Linked DNA regions of Mus musculus: region 2 is linked to region 1. Evidence: chromatin contacts called from public HiChIP or PLAC-seq data. All regions are on one chromosome and are shown on one strand. Each heading gives the region's core, a stretch centred on a gene start, on an enhancer-like site or on the middle of the called end of the contact. The rest is flanking DNA. Distances are from core to core; before and after follow the strand shown. Region 1 holds the start of Arf4 (ADP-ribosylation factor 4). Region 2 overlaps Slmap (sarcolemma associated protein).

Region 1 (7,963 bases), core at 3,852-6,351:
GTCCTTCCATCATTCCACTCTAGGGACAAATTCCAGTAGTCAGGCTTGGCAGCAAAGGCCTTAATCTGCTGGGCCATCTTGAAGGCATTCACGAATTCAAACCTAGCCTAGGCTTTATGCGACCTTGTCTCACAAAACACCCACCAACTTAAGAAAGCTAATTCTGATGTCAGAGCTCTCAAATAGTATTATATACTGTGATGTTATCTTAAAGATGTTAAGACTATTATATCTTAATATTTTATTTAATTCCTCAGGGATTTGACCAACTAGACAGAAACTGGACCAAACAGATACAGAAAAATAAATTGAGGCTTTGCCAAAATTAATGTTTGGATTTTGGTTCTACCCAACATAATTGAGGGGTATTTTCTTTTCATGAATGAATTAATTAGAAACACATTATCAAAGGCTAGCAATTATGTTTACAAATAGTGGCTTATGAAAAATGCTTGCAATTTATTAAGTAAAAAGGGAACACAAACAATTTTAGAGGAATAAAGCTTTCTAAAATGTGGAGAATAAATGTGACAAGTAGGGACAGGAGCAAGCAGGTCCGGGGCAAAAGGGAGAAAGGGAAGGGGGGAAAAATTTGTAAAAAAAAAAAAAAAAAATTTGTGACAAGTAAGTACTGAAGAGATGCTCACTGGTAAGCATCCTAGAGGAGACTGGAGTTCAATGCCCACATAAATTATGTAATAATGGTGAAAGGTTGAATTACAAGTTATGATCACTTTTTTTCATGTCTAAATTGAACTTAAAAACAAACCAAAAAAAAAAAAAATAAAAAAATAAAAAATCAGAGCCGGGCAGTGGTGGCGCATGCCTTTAATCCCAGCACTTGAGAGGCAGTGGCAGGCGGATTTCTGAGTTCCAGGAGAGGCCAGCCTGGTCTACAGAGTGAGTTCCAGGACAGTCAGGGAAACCCTGTCTCCAGAAACAAACAAACAAACAATCAGAACCCAGAATTACCTAATAAAATGATATATAAAATAGAACATCTATCACTCTAACTTAAAGCCTCACGTATTAGTACAATTTTATTACTTATTAATATATTTTTAAATGAGCAAATGGAGGCTCCGTCCCAGTACTCAGGAGGTAGGACAGAAATTGAAGGCCATCCTTAGCTACATAGTGGCCAGCCTGGGCTACGTAATTACATGAGACCCTGTCTCAAAGAACTTGCAAGATGGCTCAGTAAGTAGAGACATTTTATCCCCAGAAGCATTCTCACCAAGTCCAAAGAAAATAGATTAAAATTAGCAATTCCTCTACAAATATATTAGTAATTTCAGAAAAAAATTAAATACTCATTTGCCAAAAGTACACCTTTTCATAGACAGACATACATACAGACAGATATACAGACAGACCTAGCTTACAATTCAGAGCTACTGCTCTCTAACTCTGGCTACCTGAGTACTCTAAGACAAAAGCAGGTGGTCCTCGAGTTTAAATGTAATATTATTCAAACAAGTAAGCTTTCCTTATAAATACCTAGTGCATCATTTCTGTTGGTCAATTGCCTCTAAGACGTTACATTCAATACATTGTATTGGCTATGTATTTGTTGTGTCTGAAGCACAGTGTCCCCCTGTCCCAGCCTTCTCAGTGCTTCATTATGGGCACTGACCATCATGCTAGCCCTGGCTAGGCTTTTTTTTTTTTTAATTATGGTTAACTATTAGCCATATCTTCCAACATCTCAAATTAACCTTGGGGGATTAGCTAGTACATAAATTAAGTTTTCATTTCCACAGTAGTTAGGCAAACCAGACACACTGGCTAACTGTCTTTTTTTTTTTTTAAGATTTATTTATTTATTATGTATACAGTGTTCTGCTTGCATGTATGCCTACAAGCCATTAGAGGGCTCCAGATCTCATTATAGATGGTTATGAACCACCATGTGGTTGCTGGGAATTGAACTCAGGACCTCTGAAAGAGCCTCTAAGCTCTTCACCTTTGAGCCATCTCTACAGCCTTAATTATTGTTTCTTTATACACTTCTAAACAGTAATCTAGGGCTGGAGAGATGGCTTAGGGGTTAAGAGCACTGACTGCTCTTCTGAAGGACCTGAGTTCAAATCCCAGAAACCACATGTTGGCTCACAACCATCCGTAATGAGATCTGATGCCCTCTTCTGGTGTGTCTGAAGAGAGTTACAGTGTACTTACATACAATAATAAATAAATCTAAAAAAAACAAAACAAAACAGTAATCTAGGAGCACAGATGTAGTTCAATGGTTATGTAGAGACCCTGATTTTGATCCCCAGAACTCCCCCACCACCACCAAAAAAAAGAAGAGCCTATTTATGAAAGAGAAGAAAACAAAACAAACCGATCATTTAGGGTGAGGCTAGGCTAGAGTACATGAACAAGGTTCCAGTCTCAAAACCATACCACAAAGTAAACACATACACACACACAGAAGCAGAGCACATGTGCACACATTTATATAGAACAATTCATTAACTAGAATTCCCAATACTCAAATGGGAAAAGTTATCATAAAAGTGATTATTAATGACAAAGTCAATCACTCATAAAGCCACAAAGACAAAAACCAAAACTCAAAACGTAGGAATTACCAGACTTCCAAACTACTGTGTTCCCAGTTCACACACAGAACCGACATTTATACTTCCTCTGACGAGTTACCATGAAAGGTGACTCTATGACTAGACTGCTTTTAAACAAGGAAAACAGTATTTCTACATTACAGTATAAAGTAAGAACAGCAAAGCGAGGGCATTCATCCCATGGCTGCCTTTCAGTTCTCAATCTGCTGGTTTACTACCTTTGCTCTTTCAAACTAATTTTATCTAGCTGGGTCGGATAATAATAAAATTAGAAAGTCAACTTTTAGAAATCATTTTTTTAAGCCAGATAGTTCTAAAGAACCTTAATTAAGCTATTAAAAAAAAAAACACTGTTTAAGAACTGCTTCTCAGTAACAGGTTTTATTGCCCAGCAGAGACCATTTAATTGGGCACAAGCATGACAAGTGTACACCTGTAATCCCAGCACTTGGCAGGCAGAGGGAGGTGGCTATCTATGAGTTTAAGATCCATCTGGTCTACAGAGCTACACAGTGAGTTCCAGGACAGCCAGGGCTATATAGAGAGACCCTGATGTCATTTTAAAACAAAAAGAATAGCAAACCTGAGTGAGTAAATACTTAAATAAAAAGAGTAAACCCAAACCGTGACTTCCACCCCTTCCGTAATCTCAGCTAGCTAAATGCTTGTCTACTTCCATTCTCTTTCAATCAGGATGGACAGGAGAGTTTCTCAAACATAGTACAGTGCTTAAACCATCATTTCACGCTTCTCCCTCCATCCCTTTAGCCATCACAAGACTCTGACAATGACAGTAACATCGACAATAAATTCTTTATTTTTCAGTAACACAATCCTGTACTGGATAATCTCTAAGAAACCCATTTATCACAGTGCAAAGTCCTCCCTTTGACTTCAGCCTTTTTCATACTGCCAATTTCTAACCAATTAAAGCTTAAATAACAGTCTGCCCTCCTAAAATAATTGTCCTTTTCATAAAGAGTATCTGCAAAACTATGAAAGAAAACATTTTCACTTAGCTTTGTGAATGGATCTCGCACAATTGTTTTTATGAATTGTAAAGAAGCTGAACAAACTAACAATAGCCAATTTGTACAGCCACGCTCTGCAGCACTACGGAAACTGAAGCGCTCCATAGGAGTGGGTGCTCAAAATAACCCTTTGCTCCTCACACTCAACAAGCGTCAACATTCAGTGTTCTCGGGGCTTTTTAAAAGGCGTCATTCAGGTCCTTGCAACTCAGCTGTGAGGTAGACTGCTGTACTAAGGAGAGGCCACTTTACAATGCCCAAGCGAAAGGCCTCCGCTGGGCAATAAAACCTGTCACAGCGAGGCAGCTTTTTAAACAAACGATTTTTTTTTTTTTTTGTAGCTCAATTGAGGTGCTTTACAACTATCCGTTTAAAAAAAAAAAAGATTTCGTCTCTAAAAGCTTTTGGATTTTATTATTATCCAGGCCAAATGGATAAGATTCGTATGAAAGAGCAAAGATAGCAAACCAAACAGGTTTAGAACTGAAAGACAGCCATGGGATAACTTTCATTTTCACAGAATAGGCTTCATAATCACGAGAAAAGAAAGTCGAATCCAGAGCAAGGCAAAGTTAAGCAAAGTGAGCTCAGAAGTCTCCGGACTTTTTTTCCGAATCTTGGGTAGCACCAAGTGTGACTTCGCCACAGTGGGCCTGGTCACTTCCTGCCCCAGGCGGCTCCTGGCCCGGGCCACATACCGATGGTTGTGTGCACAGGGCGTACACGACCAAGAAAGGGGGAGGAGGAGGAAGGCTGGAATAGGCCAGCTTCACTCTCGACCGCTGCCCACCGCCAGGGAAGTGAGGTGGAAGGAAGATTGCACCCTGAGAACGGCACCTTTAGAATGAGCTCCGCCAGTGTGAGCTAACCCTACATCTATCTCCGCTCAATCTCCCCAGGCTCTCAATTACAGCAGGAAGAGAAAGGCACGTAAAGCCAGGAGCGAGGAAATCTGGCCCAACTCTCTGGCTCAGCCTCTGTGGGAAACAAACCCCTCGCCCCTCGCCCCCATTGTTCCCCGAACGATGCTTCTTGATCGCCCTCCCCCACCGCAGCCGGAGAAGGCTGGGCGCCGGGCCACCGGCTGGCGAAGACACATGGCCTTCCCCGGCCCCGGTCCCTCACTCACCCATCAAAATGCGCATCTGCTTCTTGCCGAACAGGCGCGAGAAGAGAGAGGAGATGGTGAGGCCCATAGCGGTGGTGGCACTTGACGGTCAAAAGGAGGGGGTCTGGTGCGCCCTCGGGCCTTCACGGTTCCGGCTCACAACCGAGTGGGCGGAGGAGAAAACGCTGAAGACCTGTCTCGCTGGCTGGAGTGTCGGCGAAGCCGCGGGACAGGACGTAGCGGGACCGGGACCTGCTAGGCGTCTGGTGCGGTGGCTCCGGCGCGGCGTTAAGTGTTCGGCTGTGCCACGTCACACGGCGGCCGCGGAGACTCAGGCGGCGGCCCGCCCGCTCCAACGCGGACAGAATCGCGTCAGCGCTGCCCCACCCCCCTGCGTTGCAGGCGCCGCCCGGGCCACCGCGCCTGCGCGCAATGGGCCTGAGCCCGCTACGCCGACGTGCGAACTACCGGACGTGGAGCCCAGCGAAGACGGTTGGCACAGGCAGACGGAAGGACAGGCGGGCTCCCATGAGTCCTTGCTGCATCTCGTCCAATGGGGTTCGAGGTGAGTGGCTTCCGCCCGGATGAATAGTAGTAGTCCAAGGTTCGGGTAGGCGAGATGTGCATTGTGGGCTGAGTGGTGACGTTCTTGCTGACCTCTGGGTGACTTCTTCACGGGAGCCTCGGTGGTTTCCCACTCCCACAAATGTAATCAAATCTTGCAAGCAACCAGTAAGTTTGTCACAATGAAGGAACGAAGATGGACCCTGTTTTAATAAAAAATTTCCAGGCTGGGTAGGGACATGCGATGAGACGGATTTCATGTGAAATATCCTTAGTAGCTCGCTGCTCACAGCAAGCAGGGATAGGAGATCCAAAGACAACCCGCACAACAAAGGAAAGTCTTTACTCGCATAGACTTAATTTTATTCATTTTTTGAAAAAAACTTATAGACATCTAAAGTATCCCTCTAAGGATAAAGGGGTCTCTGATTTTTGCAGTTGGGTGAAAGTATTAGTAATTAAAGCGTGGCTGGCCTTCACAAGGGCAGCATCTGATTCTAGCTTCTCCAGAGAGAATTAAAAACAGACCTGCTGGCAGAGTAAAGGTGGAAAACTCCTAGGCATGACGCCAAGAATCATCAGAATGCTATGACGGTTTTCCATCCGCTTCCAGTACTGAGGATGGAACCCAGGATTTCAAAGCTTGCTAAGAGCGTTCTACCACTGTGGACAGTTTTCCTTTTGAGATGACAAACTGCTCTCGAATTTGTGATCCTCCTACATCACCCTCCAGAATGGCCAGGTTTCTTGGCTTGTACCACCACACCCAGTAGAGTACTAATTTTTTGAGAGGTCAACTAAAGACTGCGTTTCTGAAACAGGAACCTTGTCTGTCCTATTCATTCCTATTATTCCCAGAATAATAATGAAGAATTTACTACCGTTTTACTGGTTACAAAATACGATGTAGGGGGGAAGCAAATTATCTAAGAATGTCACCTTATAACTATTGCTAAAGTTTACCGTTAGTAGCGCCCACAATCCTACCCTTCCTAGTTAGTGTTCACCAGCTCTTAAGTATTTTCTCTAGGAAGGTACTTTTTGTTTGAGCAGTTCTCTATTTCTTAGGTTCAATGTGTGATGTCTTCTGTTCAGAAATAAGGCTTCCTATTTAATGTTATTGGCAAGAGCCCACCGTTCCTCTTGTCTGAAAGCATTAAGGAAACAGAGAACTTGGCATACTGCAAATAATGACAGGGATATGACCTATAAACTATGGTATATCCACACTCTAGGATAATATGAGGAATTAAAATAAATCAGAACTATACACAGTATCCTAATAAAAATATCTCCAAAGTAGCTTTAGTGGAATGGAGGACAAATAGTAAATACAGTAAGGTGATATGAAAATAGATTTTTAGGGATATAGCTCAGTTAATGAAAGTCTTGTCATAAAAGCTTTGAGTTTATTCATTCCCCACAGATGGGAGGTGGTGACAGGATGATGAGAAGACCAAGGATATGCTCCACTGCAGAGTACAGGCTGCAGGGGCCAGCCTCAAGTACATGAGACTGACTCTAAAACAAAACACACGTTTCTGCCATCTGTGATAAGGCACATTTGTAATCCCAGCTCTTGTCAGATAGAAAGTGGAGGATCAGGAAGACAAGGTTATCAAAGCCTGAACTCTATGAGAACCCAGCAATAATACAGTTTATCACTGTGTATATTTGTATATTTGTATATCTGTGTATATTGTATGCAAGCATGTGGACACAGCACAGGAATTTAAAATAGTATTCAGTAGTCATTAGCAGTTACCTGATTAACTATGAAGGAAGGAAAACTTTGCAGGGAATGGAGAAACCCATATTGAAAGGGTCAAAAAAAAAAAAAGAGCTTTACTTGTACTTTAAAAAAAAATCACTTTACTGAGATATAACTTCATGCACTGATTTGCCAATTTTAAGTGTACAATTTAATAACATATATTCTGCCATATAACTGTTTCTAAGGCTGGTGAGCATAGACATAGCCTGACAACCTAGGTCCCCACTTAGCTTGAGCTATATATACATACACAGCTTTTTCAATAATGTACCTTGCAACCTGAGACCCTCACCTGCATTAAGCTTAGTTCCTGAGAAACCCTTAGAAACTCCCCTTTTGTGGCCAAACATGTAACCAAACTAAGGGCATTGGGACAATCTAGTCTAAACTATGCCAAACTATCCTGTGAGTGAACTTGCATGGGAAACTCACCTATTAACTACCCTATGCCTAGTCATGATGGGGCATGCATATAATTAAAACAAGATGCAATGTAAGAAAGGACATGTGCAGTGAACAAAAACATAACATCAGCCTATGAATCAAAACAAAAAGCCACCTGCGTACCATGCCTAGAAAAGAACTCCTTTTTTTCTTGGGCCTGCAAAAGAAAGCCCCAAATAGTAACCATGGCTCACTGGAGCCAGCAGCTCCCCTGTAGCATATGAACTCTATATTTTTACTTGGCCTTGAATAAAATAATTTGCTATATCCTTATTCATGAGACCACTGGTTCTATTTCTGTTATCCACAAAACCAATTTACCCATACTCCTTTGTACTTAACCTCTCTTTGCTAGCAGCCTCTAGCCAACCACTGACACCTGATCTTTTTAGGATTTACTTGTGCTCATTCACTGAGCTCTCTCTCTAGCCCTTATTTAAGTTTTGTAAAGTCC
Region 2 (7,963 bases), core at 3,096-5,595, 210 kb after region 1:
CTCCTGCCTCAGCCTTCCAAATGCTAGAAAGGCATAAATTCCTCAATAATATTTATTTCAGTTTGATTTCTACAACTAAATAAAATAGACTTAGGAGTTGTGGTACATGCTTTTAATCCTAGTTACTTGGAAGGTTGAGACAATAGTGCAAGTTCATTTGAGGCCAGTCTAACCTAGATAAGACTCAGCCACAAAAGAAAAGAAAAGGAGAATGAATCAGGCTGGGAAGGCTTCCCTTGTGTAAACATTTCCCTTATACTCAGCACCAGACCCTTCCAAGGTTGCGAAGCAGGTTGATTAAAAAGTATGGCACCATCAGAGTAGACTTAAGCCACAATAAATTAAACTAATGAAGTACTTTCCCACGAAGCCTTGTGGAACACAGTGTTTAATCAGCCTTAGCATGAAAATGTTTCTCATTAGTCTTTGATAAGAATTGGCTCTTGGTTGTTTAGAAGGATGTCTGCACACTAACAATGTGATTAGTTTGAATCTGGTCATTTGTGTTTATTGCACCAAACTTAATTTGCCAAGATTTTTAGTCAGTAGTAATACTATTCTAGAGTTCATGTTTATATGATTTGATGCATACCATCTTTTTTCTTTTTGTAATTAAATTTGTTGGTCCTTTTTTTATGGTTCAGAGAACTAATTTACAAATAGTGCTCCTTTGTATGAGCACAGTTCATTATGGCATTTATTATATTTTTTCCTTTAACATGTGCTTACTTGGCATAATAAGCCCACATTGGAGAGTGCAATGCTGTGTTAGTTTTGTTTCAGGGCATGGCCTATCACGGGAAGTGTTCTGCGGGATGGGAATTGTTTGTGTGTAGGCTTTCAAGGTGGGCTCCTCATGTATGAGGACCCCCTAAAGCAAGACAGCCTTCCTCTAGCTCTTACTGTGCTTGTAAGGATAAACACAGAAGGGGGGATGAGGGGGGGATAAGTTGACAGAATTTAGTCAGAAAGGATTGAACTTGTCCTAAGATAGTGGTATTAGGATTGGTTACTTTAAGAGAGATTTTTTTTAATTATTTAAAAAAATACAAACATGGTAAAAGTTGAAGAAAACAAAAAACACCTATATATGCCCACTTCCTAGATCCAGTATTCTACCATATTTCCTGTATTTAAATGTATGTAGACTGACTATTTCTTTTAATTTTTTAATAATTTAATAATTTCTGACCTATAGAAAAGTTGCAGCATTAGGATACTGTATATTCTTCATTCAGATTCTCCACATGTGAGCACTGCACCCATATTCCTCACTTTATCAATTTTTCATCCTTATTTTTCCTCTCCTTCCTCCTGTCTTTCACCTTTTACCTGTGGATCTTTTAGAATCACAGACATGATAACCTTTATTCCTAAATACTTTGCCCCACATATCCAGCTCCTCCTACATGACTCTTACACCATTCTCAGAATTAAGAAGTTAACCCTGATATGTTACTGTGCTTGAGTCTGCCAATTTTATTCTCATTTTCCAGTTGTCTCAGTAATGTCCTGGGTCATGCACTGCCTTTGTCATGGTTCTTTAGTCTCCTTTAGTCTCATGTCATTAACAGTTTTGAACAACATGGAACAATTAACATGTCTCTCAGGTTGGATGTGTCTAATGCCTCCTTGTGACCAGGTTCGAACTGTGTATACTTTACAGAAATGCCATGTCAGAAGGTGCCTCATACTGCATTGCTCTGTTGTTGGTGACATTAACTTTGACTAATTAAAATGTTGGCCTCCTTGGTTTCTCCTTGCCTTGTAACTTTTTGTAAGTTACTGAATTTTCTATTTTTGTGGAAAATTGTCTATGACTACATACATGTTCCATTAGACCTCAGACTTGTTCCTATTTATGTTTTAGCATATGCTGATTACTTTTACTCAGTTATTACTACAGTAGAGGTCAAGAATGATTTCATAACTATCGTTTCTTACATATTTGTTGTCTTGGCTCTTATTGAATTAATAATTCAGTGCATATATGTATCTGCTGTGCGGTTGGGTACAAATTAGGTACAGTGGAACAATAAGTTTTTATTGTGTTTTTATAATTAGCAGTATTTTTTGAATTTTTAAAAATTAAACTATGACTGCATTGTTTCTATTGTAGTAAGAATCTTTAAATTAAAAAAAAATCTTTATTTTTTTTCTTTTTGTTAAAAAATTTTACCCTATAACCCAAGCTATTCTAGATCTCACTGTGTAAGCAAAAGAATACAAAATACAGCATAAAAATCTGACTTTCTAGATGATGTTAGTTAGTGTTCAGTAGCCAAAGTATTTTTAAAGATTTGTTTGACTGTGTGCACGTGTGTGTGTGTGTGTGTGTGTGTGAGTGTGTGTGTGTGTATGTCCCTTCCATTCCCTTCCCTTCCCTCCCCTCCCCTTCCCGTTTTTCCATTTTTATTTAAATTCCTGTCTTATTCTTAAATTTCAAAATTGATGGAGAAGGAGCTGGAAAGAGGGGTAATCTGTTAAATTAGGCATTTTCTGCCAAGCCTGATAACTCGAGTTGAGTTCAATCCTTGGGACCCCCATGGTAGAGAGAAAGAGACAACTTCCTTGTGTTGTCTTCTGATCTCTACATATGTACTGTGGCATGCATGTCACACACACGTGCACACATGCACATACACACACCCAATAGTAAAAATGAATATAATAATAATATATAACTGTAGTAAAAATAAATATAATTTGAAAATTGATGGAAAAAGTGTTGTGCCTGTCTTACTGAATTTCAAGTTTACAGGAGCTGTACATTAATATGTATGTTATTGTCTATATTTTATAGTAGTACTAGTATCTGTGTTAACTCTTGTTGTTCAAGGTAAAAATAACTAATGTGCTTACCCTAATTTGCTTCTAAGTTTTATTTAACTCAATTGTGCTATATTACAAGCTATGTATGTCTAAACGTGAAAAAGAGTGCCAGACTTTAGTTATAGAGATTATAGTTCAGTACTAACACTTGCTTTTAAAATAAACATGTTTTTGTCAGATGACTTACAGGGTACCCAGTCAGAAACTGAGGCCAAACAAGACATTCAGCATCTTCGCAAAGAATTGGTGGAAGCCCAGGAGCTAGCTAGAACAAGTAAACAAAAATGCTTTGAACTTCAAGGTGAGATGAAGATCCCTGCAGCTCCCTGGGGTCCTGTGGAGGCAGCAGTGTGATGTGACAGCACAGAGCTCAGAGCCCAGAGGCCTGTGTTTGGATGTTAGATGCTCCAACAACCAGTGTAACACAAGCCTTGTTGGGGAGGGAACCCTGAAAATTGAGTTATTCCTAGAGTTGGTGCTCACATTTGAGGGGTGGTTATTTAACAGGAAGGTTTCAGACAAGGTTGAGGATATGGAATCTTCTAAGCCAAGCAGAGGGAATAAGAGTGTAAGTTTGAGGCCAGCCTGGGTAGTTAGATGCCCTCAAAAGAAAAACAAACAGTCTTTTTTATCTTGTCCACTTGGGGACCAGGCTTATGCTTCCATAGCATTCCAGTATCTGCCTTTAGGCAGTTAAAATCTTGGAGAGTCCCAAGATCCAGCCCATGGATTCTTATGACCTCCCTAAGTTTTATAAGATACCCTTTCTGAGTAGAACAATTCAAATGGCAAGGTGAAGCTGTGAATTCCTAACTACTTCCTTTCCTGATTCGTAAAAACATTACTATGTGGATGAGCTTATCTTAAGGTGCCTACCGCTCAGTGGAAGGCCAGCCTACCTGGCTTTTGTCCCCAGAACTGCAGAAATATTTGTTTCTCTTGAATCTATTATACGCGATACAGGCTAATGTTTAATTACAATGAAAAAATATTTTAGCAATCAGCCATTATTTTGTATTTACTGTGTGCTTGACAGTAAACACAAGAATTTTGTGTTTGGAGTTTTTGTTGTTGTTGTTGTTGTTGTTGTTTTAGTTTTGTGTATGATTTTTAAGATTTGGGGTTTTTTTGAGGTTGAAGGTAGATGTTTTTGTTGCTTTTGTTTGTTTGTTTGTTTGTTTATGGGTAGGGTCTTACTACATGGCCTTTGCTAGCAAGGGACTCACTACATAGACAACTTGCTTGAACTCACAGAGATCTGTCTGCCTCTGTGACCTCAGTGCTTGGGTTAGATTACGTATGCAGTATGATGTCCGATCCTTAATATGCTAAATTTAATGGTATTAGGTATTTTACCTAGGCCTTTGTGTAAGTACTCTACCATGGAGGTATATCCCAACCCTCTAACACAGCCTAGGCTGGTCTTGAACTTGTGAGCTTCCTTGTCTTAGCCTTCCCAGTATTTGGGATTGTAAGTGTGTGCTATCACATTGCTCAAAATGATAACTAACAATGATTTGGCTATTTCTTGTGTGAGAAAGGCTTGCTGGTGATTCAGTCTATAGAAACTCTGGCACTGGGTTTTATAGATTTGTTACTTACTATTGTTTTGTGTTCTAAAATCTTAATGGCTAATACTGATAAAACTTATCATCTAACCTTGTGTCTTTCCATAAACTTTAAAAGACAAATTTTAGAAATTTCTAGCTGCACAATTATGAATCTTTTTCACTAACTCACAAAATTAGGTACACTGTATTTTTGCTTTTTAGCTCTTTTGGAAGAAGAACGAAAAGCCTATCGAAATCAAGTTGAAGAATCAGCTAAACAAATACAGGTTCTTCAAGGTATGGGGCACCCAAGAATGTTTTAGATAACTATGGTTATTGTTGCATTCAGCGATTGCAAAAGAATGGAAAGTAAGATTGCTGAGAGGCCTCAGTCGTCATGGCTCTGGTTCTTTCCGAGAAACTGTCTATCGTACCAGGCCCTTGGACAGTTGTCCTTTAAAGCAGACAAAAGGGGGAGATTGTGCTAGTAACCCACTGTAAGACACTGGAGTTGAAAAGGCAGAGTTGATGCTAACTGTGGTGGTGAATGCCTGTAATCCCAGCACATAAGAGGCTACATAATCTGAGTCCTGCCTGAGCTAAAACTCTGACTCACTGCCTACCCCCAAAATATTTTCATCAGCAAGAGGATAGAAAAATATATATTATATACATACATATGTAAATCCCTTTCTACTCAGTGTTTGTTATTATATGTATATAGGGGTATGTGTGGGTGTGTGTATGAAGGCATTTTATAAAGGGAGAATAAATACCAAAATATTAAAATAAACTTTCCTTTAGCCTTTTGGCTTTCTCCTTTTATATCTGTGTTCTGGTATTCTCTGTATCAAACATGGATTGCTTGTGCAGTTTAATCATAAGAAACAGCTGTGATAGCGAGGTTGTAGCCTGTAATGTGCTGTAATTTCCTTCCTAATTCCTATGACTTAAGAAAGTGATAGATAAATACACTTTTACAGTCCAGCTGCAGAAGTTACACATGGACATGGAGAATCTCCAGGAGGAAAAGGACACGGAAATCTCCAGCACAAGAGATAAATTGCTTAGTGCCCAAGATGAGATTTTGCTCCTTCGTCAAGCAGCAGCAGAGGCTGTGTCTGAGCGGGACACTGACTTTGTTTCTTTGCAAGAAGAGCTTAAGAAGGTCAGAGCGGAGCTTGAGGGCTGGAGGAAAGCAGCGTCTGAATACGAGAATGAAATCAGAAGTCTGCAGAGCAGCTTCCAGCTTAGATGTCAGCAGTGTGAAGACCAGCAAAGGGAGGAGGCAACAAGGTTGCAAGGTAAGTGAGTTCTTAAGCTTAAAGCTCCTACCTCTTGCTTTTCAGGGAGGTGGGGCTGGGGTGGGGGTGTGTGGGGGGGTTGCCTTTAGTCTCATTGTACTGTCCCGGCCTACACCTGCTAGCTCTTAACTCATGGCAGCAGTAATTTTTCTCTTTGATAGAAGGTAACAACATAAACCAGGGCTGTAGGTACATTCTGCAGGTCTACAGATCCTATAATAAGTTTCAGTTTTACAGACATGTACTGTTAATTCTATATAATGCTATTGAAGTATATATTGAAGTATTATATGCCCATAATCCCAGTACCTAGGAGGTAGAGACCAGATGATTATGAATTTAAGGCATGCTTGGATTATATCCTGAGAGCCTGTGCCAAAAACAAGCAAACATTAACATTATCTTAAAACAGCAAAGCAGCCAGGCGTAGTGGGACACCCTTAAAGCCAGTACTCAGGAGACAGAGGCGGTTCTCTGAAATGGTACTCTGTCTCCTTTGAATAGGTAGATTTTGGTTTCTATATTAACAAATATGTTTTATGACTACTTTAGGTGAGCTGGAGAAGTTGAAGAAGGAGTGGGATGTACTGGAAACGGAATGCCATTCTCTAAAAAAGGAGAACGTGTTGTTGTCTTCAGAACTGCAGCGACAAGAGAAAGAATTGCACAAGTATGTGAGCATTGCCCTTTTAACTTCAAAATATTTATCTTTAATTTTATGTAAATTAGAATTTGATACTTAAATATCATTTTGGAGCAAAATGTTCAGCCAAACTAGTTATATAGATAAACATAGTAAATAAATATTATGTAATTTCATACCTTTTATCACCCTATCCTATAAGCCTACGCCTTTTGGATTAACCTAGAACTCAGATCCATTTGGATGCCCCTGCTGAAAACAAAGAGCAGAGACCCAACACTGGAAGTACCTTGTTACCAGTGTGCTGCACATATAAAATTGTTGTTCTCTCACCTCGTCCGTTAGAGTGCTGATATAAAACTATAACAAAGAGTTTACCACAGAGGTATAACTTTAGCCTCTGAGTCACACAGGAAGAGGCTGGGAATATAACAAGCTATGGAGGACTTGAGGCTGTGGGTTCCATTCCTAGTGTGACAGAGGGGATTATAGAGAGATTTTGAGAGATTGAAATTGGACCTCTGGCTTGCTCCATCCTGACTAGTCAGAATAGAAAGCTCCGGGTTCAGTAAGACCTTGTCTCTAGAGGAAGACATCTGACGTTCATTCTGGCTTTCCCTTATTCAGGAATATATGCACACACCTGTACATGTACAAATACACATACAATACATAGTTGATACACAGGCCACACACACACACAGAGGAACTAATCTATATGTTGGGTGTCACACCCTTGTAGCCCTACACTTGTGTGTGTGTGTGTGTGTGTGTGTGAGAGAGAGAGAGAGAGAAAGAGAGAGAGAGATTGAGAGAGAGAGAGAGAGAGAGAGAGAGAGAGAGAGAGAGAGATGCAATCAGGAGGACCAGGAGTTCAAAGTCCTTTAGCTCTGTAGTCTGGGTAGTCTTATCTCAACCCCTCACCCCTCCTAAACTCAGTAAGAAAAGACCTGAAGAATAAGATCTGCTGATTTATTCTCTAAAGCCCCTCATTATAACACCATGAAATCTTACAAAGCACTTTCATTCTCTCTCTTTTTAAAAGATTTTATGTATTTTTATTTTATATGTATGTGTATTTTGCTTGCATACAGTAAGAATGCCATACATATGTAGCCTCTATGTGGTGGGCATTGGACTCTATAGAACTCCAAAACCTCTAGAACTAGAGTTACAGATACTTACAAGGTGTTGGGAACCAAACCTGGGTCCTCTGGAGCACTAGCCAATGCCCTTAACCACTGAGCACCCCTCTAGCCCCTGATTGTTCTTTCCTAATGCTGTAACTTTGCTCCATGGATTTTATGTACATTACGTTTTTGAATATGTAATGATAATTAATGAATAAAACAAATGTTTCCTTGTAACATGAAACAGTAAAAGCAATGCTTAAAATAGAAAGAGGCTAAAATAAAGACCCACAATACATATACATATGCACACATGTGAACATATTGATTACTTGGGTGCAGCACATATAAACAGATTGATTTTGTTAGTACTTTGAAATAGGGTCTCGTGTAACCCAAGCTGGCCTTGAACTTGCTGTGTAGCCAAGGCTGGCTTTGAACTCCTACAGCTTCAGACTTTCAAGTACTATGAGTATAGGCATTATCTACTCCACCTATATTCTG

What was found. HiChIP or PLAC-seq counts read pairs in DNA pulled down with a chosen protein or histone mark.
Region 2: a contact with region 1 is called in an H3K27ac HiChIP or PLAC-seq map of extraembryonic endoderm stem cells. The contact joins the enhancer-like site here to the promoter of Arf4 in region 1. A contact is called at or near these places in 2 of 39 promoter capture datasets (cranial neural crest and neural stem cells), 4 of 115 datasets of contacts at active chromatin or transcription factors (the SCID.adh cell line, extraembryonic endoderm stem cells, microglia and 1 more) and 2 of 9 other capture datasets (adipose tissue and liver).

The regions. Positions count from the first base shown.
Region 1 is chr14:26,635,272-26,643,234 of GRCm38.p6, reverse strand. Arf4 (ADP-ribosylation factor 4) reads right to left here and starts at 5,101. Exons shown (of 6, transcript NM_007479.4): 1 at 4,749-5,101. The coding sequence starts at 4,815.
Region 2 is chr14:26,424,958-26,432,920 of GRCm38.p6, reverse strand. Slmap (sarcolemma associated protein) reads left to right here. Exons shown (of 23, transcript NM_001310445.1): 17 at 3,011-3,133; 18 at 4,605-4,679; 19 at 5,366-5,686; 20 at 6,239-6,356. Among named protein-coding and RNA genes, the nearest start is that of Gm34223, 25 kb to the right of the region's middle. Within about 2 kb of position 4,345, at least 2 of the 459 cell types and tissues checked have an H3K27ac peak or open chromatin away from gene starts, as enhancers often do. A contact at or near this core is called in extraembryonic endoderm stem cells, where this site is marked.